Regions from separate parts of the Rattus norvegicus genome. Here region 1 is linked to region 2. The links are chromatin contacts, called in public Hi-C maps. All regions are on one chromosome and are shown on one strand. The core of a region is the stretch at or near the end of the contact, and the rest is flanking DNA. Distances in the headings are between cores, read along the strand shown. Region 1 has its middle 240 kb from the start of Hmgb2l2. Region 2 overlaps Cpeb2 (cytoplasmic polyadenylation element binding protein 2).

Region 1 (6,468 bases), core at 1,588-4,087, 980 kb after region 2:
TAAAATTTGAAATACGAGTTTGGTGAATCAGAGTGCCGGCACATTGATGTACTTCAAGAACAGGCAGCATTGATTCAGCTAGCTTTGAATTTATGACATCGTAACCAAGATCATGCAGTGAAAGCTGTGTGAAGAAAGAATCCCTGAGAGAGATGGAGAGAGATGGCTCATGAGCTAAGAGTGTTTGTAACACAGTCATGAGGACCAGAGTTCAGATTTCAGTGCCCACATCAGCAACTGTACAAATGCCTGTAACTCCACCTCCAAGGGTCCTGACTCTTTTCCTCTTTATCCTGGCTTGCAACTGGACACTTGAACCTGGACACACACACACACACACACACACACACACACACACACACACACACACACACACGAGAAAGAGTCCTGAGGGAGTATCAGAAATTGTATTCTCATGTCAGGATGGCATAACCTGTATCACTAACTGCCTTTATGCATGACTGCTCAGTCATTTCTACCTATTAGTTTGTGAGTGTGTGTGTGTGTGTGTGTGTGTGTGTGCATGGGGCCACACCTTAGGCTAGTGCAATCCTTAAGAAAATTTCTTTCTTCAACATGTGCTCTTACACTTCCCAGTCTCTGCAGCTCTGCAGAGCACCCAGAGGGATATGAAGCATGATAATATCACTGTGAGTCTGTGAATGAGAAATACACCTCCCACCTTCTTCCTCTGTGTGCTAGGCAACCTTAGATAAGTCATTTCCCTACTCTATAGAACATATATATGTACAGAACTGTTACATGAGTTTGTTAGATTTTGTGTTAGCTCTTTAACACAGTGCCTCAGCCTAATCGACTAAGATATTATCCTAGACATAAATAGCATCTATTTTGCTTTTATCATTATTGACATATAGATCACAGCATTTCACTTTTCCATATCAACATGCATTCTCCAGATTTCAATCAAGTATTATTTCCTGTATCTTTCTCCTAAACAGCAAATTGCATTAAAATAGAGCCTGTCTCATTCCTCAGTTTGCCACCTGATCTCTGCTGAGTGCTCATATTCAAATTAAAACCCATGGGAGGCAGTTAGAAGATGGTATTGAGAGGTAGGGCCTTCAGGGAATAATTAAAATTAGATCAGATCATCAGAGTGCCTCGTGATTGAGTGACTGACTTCTATTGGCTCTCTATGAGAAAGGGGAAACACTGGAGCACTCCCCTGGTCCTCTTAACATGTGACATCCTAAGGATGCTACGATCAAGAAGCAGTTCCCAAGTGCAGACTCGAAGCCTTGAACACAAACCATGATCCAAAGAAGAGTTCTTTTCTTTCTTTATCACAAAGAAAACACCAGTCTTTGAAAACTTGTCCTAAGTGTAGACAATCTACCAGGAAATTAGATAACAAAAATTTTGATGTCTAGACTCATATTCAGAGACCCTGCAATGGATTCAGAGCAAGGTTCTAGTACTGACATCTTGTACTGGCTTTGAAAGACTTGAGTGGGCAGCAGGACACTTGCTGAAAAGCTCGGAGATAGCAAGGCTAGTGCTTTAAAAACTTTCTTTTTACATAAAATCATTTTGGGTTTTTCCATTTGTTTTTTGTTGGTTTTCAGTATATAGTAAAATTTTACAGTGAAACCTACTACATGAAAGTGAATTAGACAACAGCTCTATGAGAGAGAGAGGTGGGGGGGAATAGGTCCTGGGGCTCTTCCTATACCAGCTTGACTCTCAGGTGGTTCACAAAGCCTCTGGAGATACCTATATTGGTAAGAGTAGATCTCTCCTGACTCTTTTGAAGTAGCCACTCACTGTTCCACACTACCTGCCCTGTTCTCCATGGACCACAGCCATCTTTACCCTGACATTGAGCCCACAGTTGTTTTTATTTTAGAGCCAAGCCCAGACTCCCAGCTCTCAGCAAAATCCTGCTCAGGCATTCAGAATAGAGGAGAGAAAATAGGACCTAAAATATATAAATAATTCAAGACTGAGTTTGTTCACGATGCTGTGTTTTCTTCAGGCAGTGGTTTGTATGATCTCTCTTACATTGCCAGTTGGGCGGCCTCCATAGCATTTATTACTGCAGACAACTGTTAGAAGCTGTTTTGATTTATGCATCTATATTCTATTATGGAGGTACTTTTATAGCACAGCGCTGCTTTTCCCGTGACATTGTAGGAAGGAGGAAAAAAAATGAGTGGATAAAAGAATAGGACAAGTCATTTATAGTATCCTAGATCAGAACAGGAGCAATCGGGCTACCTATTCTTGTTAAATAGTAAATTAGTTTTCTGGAACATATATACAAACAACACATACACACACACACACACACACACACACACACACACACTAACACACGAACACACAAACATGCACACACATTCATATGTGACGATATATGAGTATTGTGCCACTATGTTAACCTAAGACAAGGAATATTTATCAAATACCCACTAAGTTATGGCTTTCTGTTCTAGGTCATGAAAACACTTTAGCAAATAAAGTAGAAATATCTCCCTCTCACAGCATAATCTAGTCTCTACCCACATTTCCCTTCTGAAGATAACGCTGCCTCCTCTTAGATTGTATAATGCTTAGTACAGGCTAATGCATGGTATACAAGCAGTGCATGTCAATGAGTGAGTGAGAAAGGTGAGGAATAACATAAAATTCTATTACCAAGGTCACTTTTAATTTGTCTTTCTACACAGTAATGGGACATTTGGAAAAAAAATAAAGCATAGCCAACCTTCTGTGCCAAAAGCATTTGTTATTCTTGTGTTCAGGCTGTCACTGTGGATGATTCTCCCCCATCCCTGCTTCACTTGCCTGACTCATACAGCCTGAAGATAGCTCTTGTTCCAGACTTCAAATGCAGTGACTCAGTCCTAGTCTATGTGTCCCTCATACCCAGCATAGTAACAACTACGCATGTTCTTCTCAGTATGGGAGAAGAGTGGAGAAGTAGAAATGCATAACTTTCCTGGTGTCTAGGCTTGAATTGGGAAACCAGTCTAGTCCCAAAGCCATTCCAGATTTGAGACATGGGTAAAGATTCCATCTTTTGTCAAAGGATATACAGAGTCACATAGCAAAGGGCAAAGCTAAGTGGATTAGGAAACAAAGTCACCATTGCAGTATATCCTAGGAACTGAACATGTTAGAGAAGATGTTTGACTAAACACAATCTCTCAAGGGGGTACCTGCTGCCTCTTCCAGCTTCCAAGGACATCCGCTACCCAGAACCTCTACAAAACTGCCTGGTAAGCTCAAAGAGAATCCATTGAAAACAGTTCAATGTCCTGACTCTTCTCACCTTTGACCTTGAGCATCTACCCAGACCACACTGACCTACCGTTGACTTCCATTTCTCAACCCTTGCATTTCCATCCACTTCTTTTTTGTGTTCCATTTTCAATCCATCAAACTGAAAATTGAATGTGCTTATAATAAAATAATGAGTCATAATTTTTAGCTTACACTATTTGATGGGTACAGTATGACGAGGCCTATGGTGAATAACTTTGAATATGCTATTTAGTTATTCAACCCTAAAACAACTCCATTGGCTATTCATAAATATCTCTCATTTTATCATGAAATGATGATAATAGTAATAGAAATAGTAAGAGAGCTTGAGTCACTTGGCAAAGTTTTTAGTGATACTAAACAAATATATTTTCAGACCTAACTCATGTGGATACAGATCCCAAATTCCTAATCTCTAAACTACTTGTCCTCTTCTTTAAACCTGGGTTTCTGCATTTATAACCATGATGCTCCCATTAGTAATGAAGCATGCCTTTCTAAATAAAAATATAATGCAATCTTTTTTTTTCTTTTTTCTTTTTTTCGGTGCTGGGGACCGAACTCAGGACCTTGCGCTTGCTAGGCAAGCACTCTACCACTGAGCTAAATCCCCAACCCCTATAATGCAATCTTTTATTATACTTCCAAGAGGATTCTAGAAGGATCCAAGTTTCCAAAAGACCTTGGTTTGCTTTCTTTCAGTGACTCATAGTAAGGGTAAAATGTATATATACATTATATATATATATATATATATATATATATATATATATATCCTTTCTCACTTCCCACCAAACTATATCAAGCTTTGTTCATCAGAGAACATTCAGAAGAGATCACAAATTCTATTCTGCATTGGACACACTGGATTCAACACAGCACATAGTGTGATTCATTTACTTATACAAGCATCAGTAAGTCTTCGTATAAATCCTGTTATTAGTCAGGAAAGAAGCTGGTCCCAGAACACAGAGAAAGTGTGAGAGTCTCATAGACACTAGTGCAAAAGAACCAAGTCTCTACAGTGGCCTTTTGTCATAGATCAATGGGAGAATGAATAGAATGAGGGCAACTTGGTCCACAGTCAACTTAGGGGAAGATAGCACATTCCTGTCGATAATGGTCTGCCTTACCCCCTCAACTAGGTAGCAGGTAGCATAGTCTCAGTCTCTCCATGTCTCTGTCTCTGTCTCAATCTCTCTTTCTCTTTCCCTCTCACTTCCATATTATGTATGCACTAAAGGAACAGTGGCCAACAGGAAACTTACCACTTAGTCCCTACTTTTTCAGACTAGAGCTCCATTGTTCGGTGTGGGTCAAGGCTCGATTTAAGTGAATTGCTTAGGTTTGAAATCATGAGAATCATGAATTCAAATGTCCTAGAAAAAATAAAGATTGATAACATCCAAGTGTGGTAGCCCACACTGTCATTCTAACACTAAAGTAGCCAATAGGCAAGAGCTCCAGAAGTTCAAGGCCAGCCTTGACTACATGTAAGATTCAAAGCCAGTCTAGGCTACATAATACCCTGTGCCACAAACTCAACCAAGCAAATGGAATCAAATACATATGCTCATGTGTATATGCTTATATATACAAACTGAGCAGGAACAGAAAGACTCTTTGTGCATGTAGCAAAGCAACTAGACAGGTGAGAATAACCAGCCTGTCTTACCTCACAGTCAAAGGAAAAGTAAGTTATAGCTCAGTGTGTATGAAGTGCCCTTGGGTAAGGACAGGATCCTCATGAGAGGGTGGTAATAACACTGAAGAAAAGACAGAGAGAAGCCACTATATTGAAGCACAGAGAAGAATACAGATTCTACCTTTTATACCTTAGCGCTAAGACACCCTCTAATCTCCCCCACTTATAAACACATCTCAGCTGAGAACATCAGACTAATCATTCTTCTTCTTGACCCAAAGTGACAGGAAGGGGATGAGGAACCTACCCTCTTTCCTTAGCAATCATCATTTGGGGAAAATGGCAGGAACTGGGTAGAGAGAGAAAAGAAACTTTAATATGAAGACCTCACTGTGGCTTCTCTGTAGGGAGCCAAGAAGAGAGCTGACAATTTCAAATGTGACAGGAACTCAGCAGTAGGGAAGATAAGAAAGCAGACAGGAAGAAGCTATAAGGATCGAAGAGGAGCCCATTCATTCTGTCCTTGGTCCCCTGAGGAGCCAGCCTGTCATTTAGACATAGCCTGGAAGTGTGGGGCTACATTGGTGCTCTAGGGAGAAACACAGAGGCTAGCCAGAGGAGCAGATGCTAACTAGGTCTCAGAACAAGATAGAAGCACGATATAAACTCAATGGGAAACAGAGACCAGAACAAGGAAGGATGAGACCACCGGAGAGGACAAAGGGAAGAGCTGAGGACTCAATAAGAGACATCCTCCCTTGCAGGTGGATTTGTGCCTCCTCCAGAGGGCTCAGGCAAGGATAAGATGGACAGTGTCCAAGAGAGGCTAATGACCTGCTCATCTGGGTTTCTTTGTTCTCTGAAGGCATGTACAACCACATTAGTATGCGCAGCAGAAGGCCTCCCTTTGTTGTGGCAGGTGCTGCAGGAATGCTGAACAGCTGAGGCTTCATAAAATCCTGAGCCTGCCGAGAGCCCCAGGAGGTCAGAAAACCCAAGCCCCTGCCCCTCACATCTGGCCCGGCAGTGGAATGCGCCACAGCTCAGAAGTATTTTGAAAATCATGTTTATTGTACTTCATCGTCTTATTTTGAGAGGTGTGTGCTTTCTTTGGAGGAAAGGAGAGACATGTAGCACAAAATTTATTTTCTAATCTTATTACCTAATGGTCGTCACTGTCCAACATTTCAGTAAGGACATTTCTTTCTTCCTCTTATGTCCCTGACCCCATGAACTGTGAATGTAGGGAAGAGAGAGAGAGAGAGAGAGAGAGAGAGAGAGAGAGAGAGAGAGAGGTCTGTGTATCTTGGCATATATGATGTCTTATAGTTACATAAAAAGTGGAAGTTGCTATTCCAGAATAAACAAAGCTTTGAATAAGGAGATATTAAATAGACATGATACAACCTAAATATAACTAACTCCTTCGTCAAACCTGAATAGCAGGTATATGATCCAGCAACCCCTCTTCTGGGCATTTTTAAAGGAAATAAAATCAGTGCCTAAGGGAGGTATCTTTACTTCCATGTATA
Region 2 (5,932 bases), core at 341-2,840:
TTGCCTTTGACTCCTCAAGAATTCAGCTTCCACAATGCTTCCCACCAGTTCTTGCCTCTTTACATCTTGAGCCATATCTGGTCAGTTGTTAGGATATCATGGAAATGATGGAGAGACATCTGAGGCTAGGCTCTAGGACACAGACATTTATACTTATCTGTACCATTTACTCTGGGTAGCAGGGGATTGGGGATAGGATGAGGTACACCAGCATCCATGCTGTGGCAAGAATAAAGCAGGCCTGTGGAGAGGTCCACATGGCAAGGAACTGAGGTTTGTTATCCCAGTAGCTTCACACTAACTTCCTAATCACAGAGAGGAATCCTTCAGCCTGACTGAGGGTCTAGACTGTAGGGTCAACGAGCCTCTCGACTGCTACCTCATGAGACCATTAGCCGAAAATATCAAGTTGCTCCCCAATTTTAACCTTTAGAAATTATATAAGATAGGTGATTATTGTTCACGTTTTAAGTTAATTTTGAGCTGTTTTGCAGCATTAGACAAGTAATATAATCTCTTGTTACAACAGAAAGAAAATGAGGAGCTCATTTCAAATTTTGCATTCTCCATATCCTGTCTATTGGTAGATCTCTTGAGGAAGACAAAGCAAAAAAACGGTCTCAGGAGATATTTTATGAGAAACACATTTGCAGTCTGTCTGTGTCTGAGGCAGGGGAAATGATTTTCTGAGATGAAAAGACAAGAGAAGACAAGGTGCTGCCCTGAATCTGAGGAAGGGAAAGATGGGGAGACAATGATCACCCTGGATACCCTGGCTGCTTTCTCTATTTGCTATCGCTGTGCTTAGACAGACTGTGTGGGTCTAGCATCGCTATCCCGTACAAATGCTATGGTCCTAAAGTGTGGAGAAAGAAAATACTTAAGGCCGGAAACATGGCATGAGCCAGCAGGTGGAAGAAGAAAACATCAAGTAGGAGTGTTCAGCTGACGGTGTTGATAGCAGCACAACGGCAGCACGGGCAGCCGTACGTCTTTGCACTATGTGCAGATGTTTTCCCAAAGCTTTCCCCTTTTTTGACATAATACATATGAAAAATAAAATATTCCAGCTAGAAACAGAAACTGGCAAACATGGTGAGCCATAAACCTTGCAGAAGGACTATAATCCTGCTTTTCTGGAGCCTGAGATGGTTTTTCTAACAAATTGTCTGAATTCCTTGTAATTTTTAACCATTACTCTCAGCATCGTTCTGTCACTGCATTTCCCTTCTGGGCCTCTTTAGATGCCCTTCTACTATGTAAGATGCCTAGGCTAGAAAAAGAGATGATGAATAGTGTGGCAATGAACATTTTCTCTATTGTCTTCCGGAAGCCATGTCAAGAAAGGCCAAGAGAAATAAAGAAAAGCTTTTCGTCATCCATGGTAACAGTGAACTATCTTGACTTTGTGCTAGGAGTTTTTCTCTCTAGAGAAAACAGAATTTTAATGAAGAAATTCATAACTGTAAGCTGTTGTGTTTTCTTGTAAGCATTGTGTTTACTTCTGAGACCATCTTGCTACCTAGCTCAGGCCAGCACGGAACTGACATCTTCCAGCCTCAGTCTCCTGAGTGCTAGTGCTATAGTCCCGTGCCACCACACCTAGTGTGAATTCTGTTTTGAAATGGACGATGCAAGGGAAAAATACTCACTGTGAAAAAGAACAAGATCTCATACAGAGGGCCTAAAAATGTATGAGAGGCAAAGATCAACAGCAAAACCCATGAGGAAACAATGAAAAAATCCAAAGCATAACCTTATTAGTTTGAGGAACTGCCAGTAGTGTAAGTCAACAAACAGCCCGGCCCTTAAAATGAAAGGGCTGGAAAGACAAAGGGACCTGAAGACTCTTAGACATCTGATCACTGTTATCAACTTACTTGACAAGAAAATGTTGTCTGTGGGGCAAACAGTTCTAAGAAAATTACCTTTGTAGATTAAAACTGCAGATTTAAAAAAAAAAAACCATGACTCTGAGTCAATGAGGAGTTCTGAACTAGAAACAACAGTTAGTATTCTAGTGAATTCACAATACACTAACTCTGCTGGCTCCATACTGATTTGTCACCTTGACACAAGCTAGAGTCATTTGGCAATAGGGAATCAATTGAGAAAATGCCTCCATAAATTTGCTAATTGTTTGATTGATTGGGAGAACCCAGCCTATTACTGATGATGTCATCCTTTGGCAGGGGGATTGAACAAGCAGTGAGAAGCAAGCAAACAGTGCTACTCCAAGGTCTCTCTTCTGCTCCTGCCTTCGCCACCGCTGGGTTCTTGTCCTGAGTTCCTGCCCCGACTCCCCACTGATGGACTAAAAGCTCTAAGATGAAATAAACCCTTTCCTCCCCAAGTTGTGTTGGTTATGGTATTTTATAGCAATAGAAACCCTAACTAAAACATAGACAACTAAAACCTCTCTTTCCTCAGGGTGATACAATTACAAAATTTTCGCCAGTAATAAAACAGACAATAAGAAACAGACAATAACACATATGAAGCAAGAATGTTATGAAGTTTCTTCATTTATCAGTTAGTTTTTATATGAGTGCTAGTTTTCCGTAAGCAGACAAACCAATATATGATATAAAATCGATGCTAGAAAATGCTACCTACCCTTGAGAGGATCGTGCTCTGCTCTCATGATATCAATAAGGGAATTTTCCAGAGAGTGCATATTCAAGCTATCATACATCCTACTTCGATCCTGGAAGACAGAAAAAGAAAAGATATAAGATCTATGTAATTTTAAAGTCAAAAACATAATCTTTCTCACATAAAACAGGACAATTTATTAATACATTATTACTTAACTTATATCCCAAGAAAATACTGATACTTAAGGATCTTGTTAACTAAAATGTCTCTTATTGAGGGAAACAGTTTTAACACATTCACCTCTAAAATATTTAAAAATTAATGTAATTTCATTGGCAGTATAAATGAATGCAGTAAAATAATCTCTGATCATTTTTGCAAACATACAGAAAAATCATTTTCAGTTGCTTCATGTTTTTCTCATATATTTAGGAAGGCAGATATAGGCACTTAGAAAATAATTATCTTGGAAGAATTTAAGAATAGCACCACACTTTAAACATCTATCAGGTACTTAAAAATTGATTTAGTCATCCAAATTGTAAAACAATGAATGTGTAAACATCCTATACACTAAACTCAAATGCAGGATGCTAATATCAGAAAAAGGATGGATGCCTAGAGTATTTACATTCAAATCTCTCTCCAAAGTGCTTCCACAGCTTACAGTTCTTCCTCTCCTAACTCCGCTGCAAAAGGCAGGCAGGCAGGCAGGCGGGCGGAAGCAGAGACAGGAAAGGCAGTCTTTGCTCACATTCCCACTTCCCCAACTCTGAGAACTTCCTTCTGTGTTGTCAGTAGCCTTGTTTGCTCAAAGTACAATCCCCTTGTTTGCTTAGCAGAAGTTCTTTGGTGCCTATATATTTAATACTATGTTTTGTTCAATACAGACTCAATGATTATGCAATGGAATATGTGGGAAACTGGCCTAACAAGTACGGCCCATACCCTCCAAAGAGTCTGGAAGTCTTTTCCTAAAATATGTCAGTGCCATCCCATCAACAATGTTATTTGCATAAATGTACAAATTCATATATACGTGGGGGAAGACCACACTCAACTCTCAAAATGATCAGCACAGGAAACAAGAAAAGAATCAGAAAAGTAAGCCCACAGTTTTCATGGAAACAGAAGTACAACACTGTTTAAGCTGGATCCACATGCTACAAGTGATACTGTAAGTCTTTAGGATTATATGTACCCATAGGTAGATTAACATATATCATTTTCTTTAAAAAAGGTTTATAGCTTTCATCATTTTCCGAAGGGCCCAACAATCCAGAAAATATTCAGAACTAGGTCTTTGGAGAACTGAAGAAAAACATAAGGTTTGTCTGTTTATTCCCCTTTTAGGTTTACTTAGGATTGTGTGCTTTTTAAAGCTAGGGAGCCAGAATCAGCACTGTAGACTAAACAAGGTGCGGTCAAGGCATTAGGAAGGGTGAGTAGTAACACGGAATGATGCGAAGATGCTGGAGAGGAGGCTCATGTCCTAACTCAGCCAACTACCACCCAATTAGTGACCTTCAACTGGAAGATCCTAAACACACAACATACCCATCCATCTGGAATGTTCTCCACCAGAACAAGTGAGCTTGGAAAGGGGGGCAAAGGGAATCAACGAAATGTTGCAGTGCTTTTCTAAACTGAACATGCGTCAGAACTACATGGAAGGTAGTTACTACACACTGAGTCTTATTCAGCACTTCGTAGGGGAGAGTGAACCCACTGGCCAGACCACATTATAGACAGCATTAAGCTTTGTGATCTTCTACACCACAGAACCTCTTTATACTCTGGCTCCATCTTGTAGAAAATAACCATGTCAGAGTAAATGGTGCCTATAGGTCACTTAACATCATAGAAGAAAATTAAAAGTATTGTAACAATAAATGACATAAAATGGAAGACAGAAGATGACCTCTGTGCAAACAAGACCAACATAGTTACTGATGTCTTCATTTTCACTGACTCTGTTTCTATTCTACAATGTGTACAAGGAATGTGTTTATGCTTCTCCCACTAAACTTCTAAAGTAATTAAAGCTAGGGTCCTTCTAATCACATATCTAGCTCTCAAATGTCTTTTAAATACTTCTTTATCTCTGCCATAAAATCTCTATAAAATATATAAGTTGAGCTATTTGAGTAAAAGGCTACTATTAAAATAGTAATTATAAAGGACTCAATCCAATCCTCTCTAGAATCTGCTAATTGATTAAACTGGGCCAAGTATCAAATACCAAAATAGCTTTGCTAGCAAATGAATTTCTTGCTACCGAATGGAAGACATGTTATAGCTGAGAACTATCTTTTCAAGACAACAGTTTAAAACAAACCACATTTGATGATTTATATGAGGCTATAAAACAAAGGATAAGATAAGGATACCAGCAAAAGATTTATTCATCAAAATTGTCATCAGTTTAAAACTATAAGGAAAATTTGAGGCAGTTTAGAAATAAAGGACTGTACTCAGCAATCCTGACATGCTAACGAATACAGAAAATCATGGCAGTGTATCTTCAAGTTATCGTTGCCTGGCTATTTAAGTGTTACTAAGGCATTTCAGAAAAGTCAGATTCTGAGAAACAGCTCACAGAGAACCTGTTCTACAGTGTGATGAGGTAAGTGGAGTGTTACAGAACTAAGAGGAAAGTGCCGTACAGTGACAAGAGAAACAGTGACTGAAAAGCACACGTGCTCTGAAAGTGTACTCTCTCTGTTACTACCTTTCTTTGCCCATATATTAGCCACAGGCTCCTGTGGGGATAGAAAGGCAGACAGATTAAAGAACTGAAGTTGAGACAGTAAGTACCCTGGGAAAGCACCCCCTACTGCTTTTCACCTTTGGCCCTGTGTGGGTTTAAGGCTCTGTGATCCTGAAGTTCAGGGTCCCTGAAGCAAGGCCACTGTATCACAACCTGCTGGCCTTGCTCTCCTACCACATACCGATCCTCAGGAAACCTACAAAAGAGTCAAGTGACACATTTCCCTAAAACAAGATATCCAGATTGTGATTTATTACTTTATATCAGTTTGGATGTTTGATCAGTAGAAAATATCTCCAGTTAATTCAAGGTAGTTTCCAGGATATACAGCAAATATCCAGCACTGGATTTCTGAAAACTGCCCACCAAGTTACAGACCAACATATTTAATAGGTTTCTCAGGACGTACTGCAGAAGTGACACACATAAAAAATAAGCAATAAACAACCTTAGTTCAAACGAAGGGTACTTTGATTTAAAATGTATAAGAATTCACAAATGAACATACTTTAAAAAAATCTTACTGAAAATTCTATTTAAAGGAAATTAATAAGTAACAGTTTT

What was found. Hi-C and Micro-C count contacts between places; a contact is called where the count stands out from the background.
Region 1: a contact with region 2 is called in a Hi-C map of frontal cortex, with 2.3 times the contacts expected there. The contact joins two enhancer-like sites. A contact is called at or near these places in 2 of 12 Hi-C or Micro-C datasets (Schwann cells and frontal cortex) and 1 of 1 datasets of contacts at active chromatin or transcription factors (oligodendrocytes).

What each region holds. Positions count from the first base shown.
Region 1 is chr14:73,017,409-73,023,876 of GRCr8, forward strand. No RefSeq gene overlaps it. Among named protein-coding and RNA genes, the nearest start is that of Hmgb2l2, 240 kb to the right of the region's middle. Within about 2 kb of position 2,838, at least 23 of the 93 cell types and tissues checked have an H3K27ac peak or open chromatin away from gene starts, as enhancers often do.
Region 2 is chr14:72,038,506-72,044,437 of GRCr8, forward strand. It overlaps Cpeb2 (cytoplasmic polyadenylation element binding protein 2), which reads right to left. Exons shown (of 12, transcript XM_063273830.1): 4 at 2,617-2,707. Among named protein-coding and RNA genes, the nearest start is that of Cpeb2, 15 kb to the right of the region's middle. Within about 2 kb of position 1,591, at least 23 of the 93 cell types and tissues checked have an H3K27ac peak or open chromatin away from gene starts, as enhancers often do.